2 separate regions of the Oryctolagus cuniculus genome follow, and region 1 is linked to region 2. The links are chromatin contacts, called in public Hi-C maps. All regions are on one chromosome and are shown on one strand. Each heading gives the region's core, a stretch centred on a gene start, on an enhancer-like site or on the middle of the called end of the contact. The rest is flanking DNA. Distances are from core to core; before and after follow the strand shown.

The links. A called contact is a pair of places that touch in the nucleus more often than the background predicts.
Region 1: a Hi-C map of an unstated tissue shows a contact between it and region 2, with 1.9 times the contacts expected there. The contact joins the enhancer-like site here to the promoter of CUX1 in region 2. A contact is called at or near these places in 2 of 6 Hi-C or Micro-C datasets (psoas muscle and an unstated tissue).

Annotation. Positions count from the first base shown.
Region 1 is chr19:43,788,103-43,794,040 of mOryCun1.1, reverse strand. All of the region lies in intron 2 of CUX1 (cut like homeobox 1), which reads right to left. Among named protein-coding and RNA genes, the nearest start is that of CUX1, 100 kb to the right of the region's middle. Within about 2 kb of position 2,765, at least 4 of the 8 cell types and tissues checked have an H3K27ac peak or open chromatin away from gene starts, as enhancers often do.
Region 2 is chr19:43,683,791-43,689,642 of mOryCun1.1, reverse strand. It overlaps CUX1 (cut like homeobox 1), which reads right to left and starts at 1,476. Exons shown (of 23, transcript XM_051837967.2): 1 at 1,269-1,476. The coding sequence starts at 1,331.

The DNA.
Region 1 (5,938 bases), core at 1,516-4,015, 100 kb before region 2:
ATCCCCGCTGACAGTGGGTCACTGGGTTAGGGTACCTTTCCCCACATCCTCGCCAGCATTTGTTGTTTGTTGATGTCTGTATGAGAGCCATCCTCACGGGGGTGAGGTGAAACCTTATTGTGGTTTTGTGTATCGAGTATTTTCTTGGCATTATAAATATCCCTACGATCAAAGTTCTTGTTCAGGAGGCTCTGGGCAAGTTTTTATTCTTTATCTTACTGTATTTTGTTTCAGGACGGGTCCTCAGCAGTGGGAACGCAGGGCCAGACTGTGGACTTGCGGAGGGAAGGACATCCACGGCTCAGTTTCTGAGGGGGACGCTGGTTCTGTGATCCACCTGATGTCTTCCACACTGGCCTGCTTCACCACCCAGTCGTGCAATGAATTTTCTTGAGTCGAGTCGGGTTACAGTCTGCGCGTCTGGTGGCGTGTGCTGATAAGTGAGCTGGTGACAAATATAACCGTCTATCTCTGTGCGGGGCCAGTCCTGACACAGAAATGGAAATGACCTCAGCCTGGCGTCGGCGGGCGCCGCTTGCTCCCAACGCCAGGGCGGCCGTCCCTCGCTGCGGAGACGCGGGGGGACCACAGTGCAGGTCCTCCCCTCCAGAGCGGCCCTCTTTTCTTCTTGACTGTGGACTCACGGCCTTGCAAGCGTCAGACTGCCTTTGGGGCGAGGACAGAAGCCGCTAGGTGGGCGCCACCCCTGGCCCACCTGCTGCAGGGGCCAGGGGCTCAGCGTCAGGGTCAGAGGTCAGAATGCAGTCTTGGACTTCTGGTCTGTCCAGGGAGGGCTGGAACCGGGAGTGGGACCCTGCCATGAACTTCCTGGGAGTCCCCAGGCCGGCCGTGGAGGTGGTGGTTCGGGTGAGACACGGCTGCTGTCTGAGCAGAGACCCCCAGGGACCCTAGCTCAGTTACTCACTGGCTGAGTGGCTCGGACCAAGCTCATCTCCCTCAAGTCTATCAGCAGGCCTGCGCCTTGCTCCACTGCCTGCCGCTCTAACAGAGCACCTGAGACTGGGTAATTGGTAAAGAACAGAGACTGACTTAGCACAGCTCCGGAGGCTGCAAAGTCCACCATCAGCGTGCTGGCGTCTGGTGAGGACCAGCCGGCTGCACCACGGTGCGGCGGGAGGCCTCGCAGCCGGAGAGAGCAGGTGCGGGGAAGCCAATGATGCAATCGCGAGGCCCCACCCTCACGGCCTCATCTGACATCAGCCTCCCCCGAGCTCCCCCGCCCCATCAGCACAGGAATCTGGGCACTCGGACTGTGGCAGCACCGGGTCCGCCAGCCTGGCAGGGCCACCACAACTCTGGATGAGAAAATTGATCGCAAGCGGTCAGTGCAGTGAGCACGGGCCGCAGCTCTCTACGGGAGAAGGGAATGCGAGGGGAGAGGAGGTGGCGGTGAGAAGCAGCCCACCCGGCTCCCTTTCCTCCCTCGAACCCGCAGCTCAGCAGCTTCCGTGTCCGGGTGTTTCCAGGCGATGCACGCCCTGCGCTTGGTGCGGCCCCGGTTCTGGCGTCAGGGACAGCCGAGGAGCACACAGCTGGTCACCGCTGAGCAGCCAGCACAGGGGACGGGCCTGGGCGTGACGTCAGCAGGGATTGGGAAGTCCAGCCGAGCCACGGCCCCCGCGCCTGGCCAACAGGGACGGTGCAGGGCTTTGTGGCGCACAAGGAAAGACCGCGCAGGCGCCCGAGGCCCTGGGCGTGGCGCCGGGCGAGCGAGGGCGGCGGGGACAAAGTCACGGCCGTGGCGGGCACTCGGCCAGCCTCTGCGTCAGGTCGCCAGCTGCGAAGACGCCCACTTTCTTGGCGGTGTTTTCCCAAAGAACCTAAAACATCTAGGACATGCCGGACACGGAGAGAGTTACGCGGCAAACGCTAACACTGCACATCCGGCGCCATGGAGAATTGTGAACGGATGCCTTTTTTTGGGTTCCCCGGGAGGAGAGCCTTAAAAGCCAAGGCCACGCGTCCAGGTCCCTCCCGGAGGCCGTGACACAGAACAGGCATCCCAGACTCGACAGAGCTCTGGCCCCAGCGTGGGCCGCGGGCCTGGCGTCCAGCTGATCCGGGCCTTATCTATATTTGGTACATGATGTAAACCTAGAACATCTTATCCCTTCACATTTAACAAACTGGCTTAAGACGCCGTTACTCCCTGCCCCGTGTGCTCATTTTGAAACTCTGGAAGGTGGAGACGGTCCCTCCCGCTCCGAGAAGGAGCTCGGGCCATCGTTTGCACACTCGCCTGGGCTGAGGCAGAGCGAGCTGGGGCCGCCAGCTCACTCGTGCCACCAAGGGGAAGGCACAAAGTCAAACACGCAGGGACCCCCGTCTGCGAGAAGTTACCGATTAGGAAAACCAGAGATGCACGTAAACGCTTCCGAGCGCAATGCCAGCCGCTCGTGTTCGGTGCTCACTTGAAAGGGAGGGAGACCGAGAATAAAATTTCCTTTTCCTTCTCTAACAAGATGACTCACACTTTCCAAACATCAATCAATCAGTGAGTCAGTGCGGGGAGAAGAGGAAATGAAGGGGAGGCCTCCCCAACCAGCACTTCCCAGAACCGTGGAGAATCAGGAACCCCGGGCTGACTCGACTTCCCCGCCCCGCCCCTGCTCGGCGCCCTGGGCTGCGTCCTCCACTCATTCGCTGGACCCCACGGTCAGTGCTCTGGGGGTGCCCAATGTGCGCTGGGGACACCAGGATGAGACAAATGGCCAAGGGGGCAAGTCAGTGGCCACAGCAGGACACAGTGTGCCCTGCCTAGGTGGGGACAGCAGCTGCACAGCACAGGGGCTAGGGGCTCAGGACACACTCCTGAGTGGAGCCCAGCAAAGTGAGGGGGCTGCTACACACAGGCTGCCGGCAGCCCCCAGAGTCTCCAGTGCGGAGGATCTGCCCAGGTGCTGCCGTGGATGCGGGGCCACACCCTGAGAACCTCTGCTTTCCAGGACAGGAGTCAGGGAACCATTGCCATGGGCCAAGGCCACTGCTCGCGTCCGGTCTGGAGCTGCGTCCCTGCAGGCCTGCAGCCGGAGGAGCGGGGAGTTGACCCACAGTCCGTCTGCAGTCCAAGTTTGCCAACCTCTGCTGTAGAGTAGCAACAGGTGGTAAGGACAAGAAGAGAAAACCTGCAGCCGGCGCTGTGGCACAGCAGGTTGAAACCCTAGCCTGAAGCAGCGGCATCCCATAGTGGCACCGGTTCGATTCCCGGCTGCTCCAATTCCGCTCCAGCTCTCTGCTATGGCCTGGGATAGCAGTGAAGATAGCCCAAGTCCTTGGGCCCCTGCACCCATGTGGGAGACCTGGAAGAAGCTCCTGGCTCCGGATCGGCACAGCTCCAGGTGTTGTGGCCATCTGGGGAGTGAACCAGTGGATGGAAGACCCCTCTTTTTCTGTCTCTACCTCTCTCTGTAACTCTTTCAAATAAATAAAATAAATCTGAAAGAGAGAGAGAGAGAGAGAAAGAAAGAAAGAAAGAAAGAAAGAAAGAAAGAAAGAAAGAAAGAAAGAAAGAAAGAAAGAAAGAAAGAAACGAAGGGAGGGAGGGAGAGAGGGAGGGGAAGGAAGGGAGGAAGGGAGAGAGGGAGGGGAAGGAAGGAAGGAAGGAAGGGAGAGAGGGAGGGGAAGGAAGGAAGGAAGGAAGGGAGAGAGGGAGGGGAAGGAAGGAAGGAAGGAAGGGAGAGAGGGAGGGGAAGGAAGGAAGGAAGGAAGGAAGGAAGGAAGGAAGGAAGGAAGGAAGGAAAGGAAAGGAAAGGAAAGGAAAGGAAAGGAAAGGAAAGGAAAGGAAAGGAAAGGAAAGGAAAGGAAGGAAGGAACCCGCTCGAGTCAGTGGGTTTGAGGAGGCAGGGGAGAAATCGATGGGTGGCAGAGGTTTCTTTCCCCGGCCTTCTCAGAGCCTTAACAGCACGTGTCCATATTCTGGGACGGGTATTCCCAGGAAGTACATTGACCTATGGGATGTTGCCCTGCGATTTTATTCACAGGCATTAACCGATCAGAAGTGCATCTTAGCGAAACCACGCTGGTAGCAGCCAGACCAGAAGGGAGTGAGGTTGGCAGTGGCTGAGACCGCTGGGTGGTTGCTACGGTAACTGCCCAAGCCGCAGCCGCCCAGCCCAAGCCAGGGGCCGGACAAGTTTTGCAGGAAAGGGTCGTGGAGGGAGTATTTTTGGTTTGTGGACCACATGGTCTTGATTGCAGTTTCTCAATTCTGCCATAGTGGCAGCACAAGAGCAGCTGTGCCCAACAGGTGAGCCAGTGAATTTGGCTGTGTTCAAATAAAGCTTTATTTATAGTTTCAAAATGGAAAAGACTTGGAGATGAATGGTGGTGAGGCACTGAATGCGAGGGACCTTCACAATAAAAAAATGGTCAAAAGGGTTTTATGTTAGGTGTATTTTATCACCGTAAAGAAGAAAAACCAAGGGGCAGGTTAAACCACGGCTAGCAATGCAAGCATCCAATATCCGAGTGCCAGTTCGAATCCCAGCGGCTCCTCCTCTGATCTCATTCCTGGTTAATTTGCCCAAGAAAGCGGTAGATAATGTTCCAAATAGCTGGGTCCCCAGCACCCACATGGGAGACCCAGATGAAGTTCCAGACTTCAGCCTGGCTCAGCCCCTGCCATTGTAGCCAACTGGGGAGTGAACCAGCGGATAGAAGAGCTCTCTCGCTCTCTCTCTCTCCCTCTCCACCCCCCCCCACTCTGTTATACTCTGCCTCCCAAATAAATAAATCCTTAAAAAAACAAACTATGGAAATAGGCTAGTGCTGCGGCGTAGCAGGTAAAACCGCCACCTGCGACGTGGTTCAAGTCCAGGCTGCTCCACTTCCTGCTCCCTGATAATGCACCTGGGCAAAGCAGCAGGGGGTGGCCCAGCCTGGATGAGGCTCCTGGCTTCAGCCTGGCCCAGCCCCAGGCATTGATTGCAGCCAGCCAATGGAAGCTGTCTCTGTAACACCTTCAAATAAATAAATCTTTTCAAAAATTAAAAAATGAAAGCTATGGAAACAAACTTGAATTTCATGATTTTTGTGTATCACAAAACAGTCTTTTGTCCACTTAAAAATGGCAGTGTCATTCTTCGTTCTCAGAATACACAAATGCAGACTGGATGTGGAAATAAAGAGGAGGATGAAGGGATGTGAGCAGGCCCGGAACAGGATCTACCTGGGGCTGGCTGCTGCTCCCCACCCCCACCCTGGAAGGGTGGAAGGGAACACAGGGCCGCAGGCAGGGGAGGCAAAGGCCAAGACTCCACAGAGAAGCTGCACTGGAGGCGCCAGACCCTGCCACAAGCAGCTCACCCCCGGGTCCCATCCCAGACCCCCCAGAGCGCCCCCCGGGCTTCTCCCGAGGGCTCCCTCCAGCAACCCTTCTCCCCCAGTCTGCGGGGCAGCGTGCGCCACGGCTTTTCGAGATCTCCAATCTGCTGTGTAACAAGGGATAAAAACCTCCCCAGACCTCAGGTGGCTGTAGAAGCTCCCGAACTCCTGCTCTGAGCTGGGCGTGGCCCGAGGGGACTCTGGACGGCACACACACGCTCCCGGTGGCCTGGCCGCCTGGACCGGCCCGAAGATGCTCTGTGGGAGACAGAACAAATCGTGCAGCCCTCCCAGGCCAGCAAGCCCCATGCGGAGGGACACAGCAGGGGACGAGACGGGGAAACCGGGGACCTCATGCAGCCTGGGGGTCAGAGAAGAGATGGGCCCTGGACAAACGGCTGGAGTCACAGACCAGGAGCCCCCCCCACCCCACGCCGCGCTTAGCTCTCACGGTGCAGTGGGAATGAGCGGCCTGGCCCCAGACAGGGGCAGGGACAGAGGTCCATTTTAATACAGCAATCAGACCCCTGTAACCCTGGCAGCCTGCCAGACAGGCCTCTTCATCGGGAACCCCGGCCACCGCGCCCTCAGGACC
Region 2 (5,852 bases), core at 227-2,726:
AGAACCGGAGCCGAAGAGGCACCACGGAACGGCCCCACCACGCGCTCCATTGCGCCTGCAGGACAGGGCAGGACCCCCGAGGTCACTAGGGCCGTTGGAGCCGGCTGGCAGGCGGTGAGCGCCACCCGGACCCGCGGCCGGGAGGAAGCGCCCCTCGCCCGGCACCCGGCGCGCCGGGGCGCAGCGCGGGGCCTGCGCTCTGGGAAAGTTGCAGCCCCGCTCCTCGCGCCGGCACCCGCGCCCGCCGGGCGGTCCCGGACGCCGCGACCCCGCCGCACAGCGTGCGGGAAGCCCCTGCTGCCCCGCGCCAAGTTTCCCCGAAGCGCCCCCGCGGGGGTCCCCTGGTCGCGCAGGGGCAGGTCCGCGCCACTCGCGCAGGCACACAAAAGAGCCGGGCGGACCGAGGGATCCGCGGGTGGCCCCCGGGTGCTCCCCCGGACGTAAACAAACCCCGGGGTCCGTGCGGCCAGCCACGCCGGGCGCGGGGGTGCGGCAGGGGCCGCTGACAGCCGGGAGCGGCGGCCGGGCCCCCGGGCCGGCCGGCCGGGGCAGGGAGCGCGGGCGCCCGCCCGCCCGCCTGGCCGGAGCCGGGCCGCGCCGCCGCCGCCGCCGCCGGTGGCCGCTCTGACCCTCCCCCGAGCCGGCGGCACCACAGCGCCACCAGCCCCAGCTCCGCCGCGCCGGCGGCAGTGGCGGCGGCGGCTCCTCCTGGAGAGGCAGGCGCTTCACCCCCCACAGCAACTCCCCGCAAACTTTCCCCGGGAATACGGCGGGGCCGGGGGCGCGGGGCGCGGGCGGGCGCCGCCGCCGCCGCCGCCGCCGCCGCCGGGCCGCAGCCCCCTCCCGGCGCCCGCCGCCCGCCGCCCGCGCCCCGCTCGCGCGCGCGCGCCCCGCAGGCCGCCGGGGCCGCCCCCTCCCCGGTCCCGCGGCGGCGGCGGTGGCGCTGGCGGCGGCCGCGCAGGGCCCGGGGGGGCGCCCCGGGTGGGGGCAGACACCGGGGGCAGCGGTGGCGGCGGCGGCTCCCGGCGCCATCTTGGGCTGATCGATGAATTGAACAAAGAGGATCAATTTCTGATCAAGCGAGTTATCAATGGGGGCCGGGGAGCGAGAGGGACTTGTCCCCGACTCGGCCCCGCTCTCCCCGGCACCCCCCTCCTCCCCGCCGCCGCGGCCCCCCGGCGGCCGGGCAGCCCGGGGACCCCGGGGGAGGCCGCGACCGCCCGCAGCCCCCACCCCCGGGCGAGAGGCCGAGCGAGGAGAAGCCTGACCTGCAGCTGCTGTAAATCAAAGCGCTTCCAATATTGAAACATCGATCCCACATTGGCCGCCATCTTGAGACATATTGAGACGGAGTGAGAGGCTGATAGAGAGGGGGCTGGAGTTCAGGAGCCGCCAGGAGGCAGCAAGCGGGCGGCGCCAAAACCCGGCCTGGAGCCGGCCGCCGCCGCCGCCACGGAGGACGCGGACTCCTCCTCACGGCGCCGCCGCCGCCGCCGCCGCCGCCGCAGCCATGGCGAGCCCGAGCCGGAGCCGGAGTCGCAGCCCGAGGGCGCGGCGGCCGCCAGTCGGCCCGGCGCGCGCGGCCCCCGCCCCCTCCCCCGCGGCGGGCGGGTGCCCGGCCCGCGACCCCCGCCCCTCCCGGGCCCCCAGCCCCGGCCGCGGCGGCGGCGGCGGCGGCGAGGGCGGGCGCGAACCCGGCCCCGAGGGGGCGCTGGAGGGCGGCCGCGCGACGCCGGGCCCCGCTCACCTGAGGCGCGCCGGGGGTCGCGGGGGTGCGGCGGCCGCAGGGACCCCCCCTCCCCCTCAACTTGGGGCCCGCCGGCCGCAGCGCGCGGAGCCGCCGCGACCACCTGCCCGGGCCCCTGTGCGAGGGGCGCGCTCGCCGCGGGCGTCCCGGCGGGGACTCCGCCGCTAAGGCGACGGGAAATTTTTAAGTCTTGGGGCATTGGGGTTGCGGGGAGAACCGGCCCTTGTCCCCCTACTTGGTCGCTGCCCGCGTTGGTGCCCCGCACCCGGGCCGCGCGGTCGCGGCGTCGCCCCGGGAGACAGCGGCGGGGCTGCAGGGGGTCCCTGCGCCCCCCAGCCCGGCGGTCGCGGCTCCCGTTTAGGCCAAGACAGGAAAAGTCTTGGCAAGGCTCGCGGTCTCGAGGGTCCCCGCACCGCTGCGGCGGGGCAGCCCCAGAAACTCTATCTCCGGTTGTGCTCCGGTGCGCGCACCGACTGGGAAAGTGTGGGCTCGCTCCCTGGCCCCAGAAAGCGTGCTCCCAAGTTTACAGAAACCCCAGCGTTTAAGCCTCCCCCCCCCAAAAAAAAAAAAAACCAATTCCCTTTTGATTTCCTTCTTCCCAGAAACCTGGCCAATAAAAAAAAAAAAAGCCCACGTTTTGCGATCGTCGTGTTTAATTGATTACACACACGTGTAATTCTCCCGCACTTCATTTAACGTGTAATTAGTTAAAACAAATCCCCAAATTCCTTAATCTTGAAAATTATATGTAAATAAACTCTGCACCCGATGCAAAAATAAAACATGGAAGTGGGAACTCTAACTGCTTTTCGGGCGAGTATCGAGGGTTTTAGCGTCCATGCGTGGAGCGTGCGGGGAACAGCCGCGTCCCCAGATCTCGCCTCGGCGGGCTTCTTCCAGGGGAGGCCCCTGAGCTCCGGAGGGGGCGGGGTTCACTCTGCGCCCGCACCCCTCGACCCCACTCCCAGCACCCCTGACTCCAAGCAGGCGCAGGGAGCAGGTGGGTGGGAGCGCGTGGGAGCCCCAGACTCTGCGCGCTGCGTGCGGGGGCCGCGGGCCGCTTGGGTGCGGGGCTCCGGCCGCCGCGCTGCAGCTCCGACCGCGCCGCCCAGCAGAGGGCAGCGGCGCCCCGGCTACTCGGGTCCTCGGGTCGCGGGCGCACGTGCCACCCGCGCGCCCCAGGCCCCGCGCTGGCCACGCCCTGTCCCGGAGCCGGGCTCCCTGCGGGAAGCGGCGGCGGAGCCCCCACGCCTTCCAATCCCGCTTCTTGGCCTCGCCAGCCCACGCTTGGGGGCAGTTTGCTAGCTGCTCGCATGCGTGCGGTGGCAGGCAGGCGAGCCCTTAGGAATTACCCGGAAGGTGCTTAGACAAAATGTGCAGGAGCTTTAAAAAAAGAAAGAAAAAAAAAAAAAAAAGAAAAGAAAAAAAAATTCCCTCCCGTGGGGAAGAATCAGGGGAATGGTTTGGATTTGGTGCAGATGTTTTCAATCTAATTATCGTGTCGATCCCCTGGGTTTGAACCAAAAAAGTGAAATATATATGACCTGTGTAATACTCCAGAAGTACATCTGGTTGGAATTCAGGGTTTTGAATCCATGGCAATATTTTAAAAATAAGTTTGACGACTATTAAATATTCTTGTTACATTTCTGGTTATGTTTATATTATTTACATGCTAGAGAACCATGTAGAGAAAGCCTGCATCGAGTGGCCTGCGGATTGAAGTCTCTTTAAATAAAATTTAGATCACTCCTACCCAACTTTTGGGTTATAGAAGTCTTGCCGTCTACAGTCAGGGGGAGAGGCGTGTTGAGCCTGCGTTTACCAGCCACACAAAATATTACCGTGTTAAAATCACACAAGCTAAATCGCTGATCAAAAATTATGCTGAGTGAAGTAATCTGTTTTTAAAAAAAACTTTTAAAGCTACGTTGTCATCTTCTTGAGCAAGTACATAGACTAGGAGCAAGTCCCATCTATCCTATTTCCTTTTCTTTCCTTCTTTTCACGTCGACGGTCGGCCTCAGCATTGCCAAAGCTTGAGGGCCCACTGATCCGCAGAGAGAGGGGCTCCACGCTCTGTGTGCTCTGCTAAACACTGAGAAGATGGGAAGGTTTTAGGACAGAGATCCCCACGGGCACCTCCGAAGATAAAGCAGTCATCACCGCGGCCTCCCAAAACACTGTGTTAACTGAGTCTCCTTAGGATGGAGCACAGCCCCAAGGTGTGTGGTCACTTTGTGCGGCCACTTTTTGACTTTCAGGTTCTCCCTTTAGGGGAAGAAAGCTCACGGTCCCCTCAGATATGGGGACCACTGCCACCACGAGCTTCCAAAATCTCGGTCCACCGAGATGCTGTTTGTATCTTTAACTGAGATACAGCTTAGCACCAAATAAGGCAACGAAATAATACAGGAGCCAGAATCGCTCATGTTCTTTTCTCACTCATTTTATTTTGTCTAAAAAGAGAGAGAGAAAGAGAGGGAGAGGGGGCACATTGGGGGTGTGATCGTACTAATGTAACTTACAGAAAACTGTAAAGTACTTTGGAGAGCTTACTCCTCCCCCTGCTGCTGAGATGGGTGGGTTCTCCTCTCTCTTGGCATCTACACTCTATTTACTGAAGACGCTAAGGGGAAAGTTAGCAAATTCGCCAAACTATCGAATGTGTAGCTTATTACTACATTGATCTTCCTTTGATAGCCCCAAGAAAATGAAACCCAATGAGTCATTTCCTAAAGATTCAAATGTAGCCATTCTTCTGATACACAAACCTGACTCCTTAAAGGAACCGACCACCAAGAATGTCTCCAGAATCGGAAAATGCCCTACGCTGTAAGGCTTTATTTAATAAATAAATAAATAAATGCCCTCCCTGTATCCTTCATAGGCGAGTCTTTAGGTCCTTATATCGTATTTTAAATAGACACCAAAATTTAAAAAATTCAGTTTCACCTCCGAACTATCTCCAGGAAAAGTTAGGGAATAATCCAGAATTTTGACCCCACTATAAAGAAGGTGAAAAATATGGAAATCTTGTAACCTGTGTGATTGGCTTCAAGGGAAATGTCAGGACATTCTTTGTAAAACTCTGGCTGTGTGCTATGCAAACACCCAGAGAATAAAAGTACTCATTTTGTTACATGCTATCCCACCTACAGGACATAGTTCATTACTATGCCCACATGTAGGTGTAGTTTGTTTCATTGTAGCATTTTCTGGATACATTTTAGATCCGAATTTAGATCTAGTTTCAAATAGTTTCCAACAAGAAACATTTCAGACCCCCCAGGGGAAGCAATACCTAATGCTAAAGGTTTCCATCATCGCTTATTCACAAAGACAAAGATGTGGATATTTGGACTCAAGGCAAAAAAAAACGAATTCTGCTGACACCTTTAAACGAAACACAGTTTACTAAGTCAGATGGGGAATTTCAATTTTGCAAGAACAGAAGTTCCAAATTGTATCCAGGTCTTTACTCAGGGACACTGGGCTTAAATTTAGGACTAGCTGAATGAAGCCAGACCGAAGTTTTGAGCCACTTTAGATTTGAAAAGATCTCTTCCTTACATCAAGAGATTATGAATAACAGGGAAATTACTCTTCCTTTTGTGTTCGGGCAACCGGGGCGAGTACCTTCCAGAACCGTTTGGCACAGAGTATAGGAATAAAGTGAAGGAAGATTCTAGATTCTTTTATTTATTTATTTATTTTTGAGCTCAAGGAACCAAACTACTCTTAATTGTCTTGTTTTTTGAATAATGCTTTATGTTAATTATTTCTAAGTACACTATTCACTGTGCTATGTAAATACCCACGGAATAAAAGTACCCATTTTGCTACATGTAATTACACGCACCCTACATAATTCATCTCTACACGCCAAATGGATGTGTAGTTATATAATTGTACCAAGAACCTGCCAAACTTGTAAGAAGCAACTCTAATGATTTCTAAATAGCAGCCACTCCTATTCATCACCCTCCCAGCCTGTCTCTGGTGACAGCGCGGATCAGCCTCCAAGCCCCCTTCATTCCTGGCTCGCCACGTGCACTCGCCTTCCACTTCTGGACAGCACATGTGGGTGATGCTGACCCAGGTA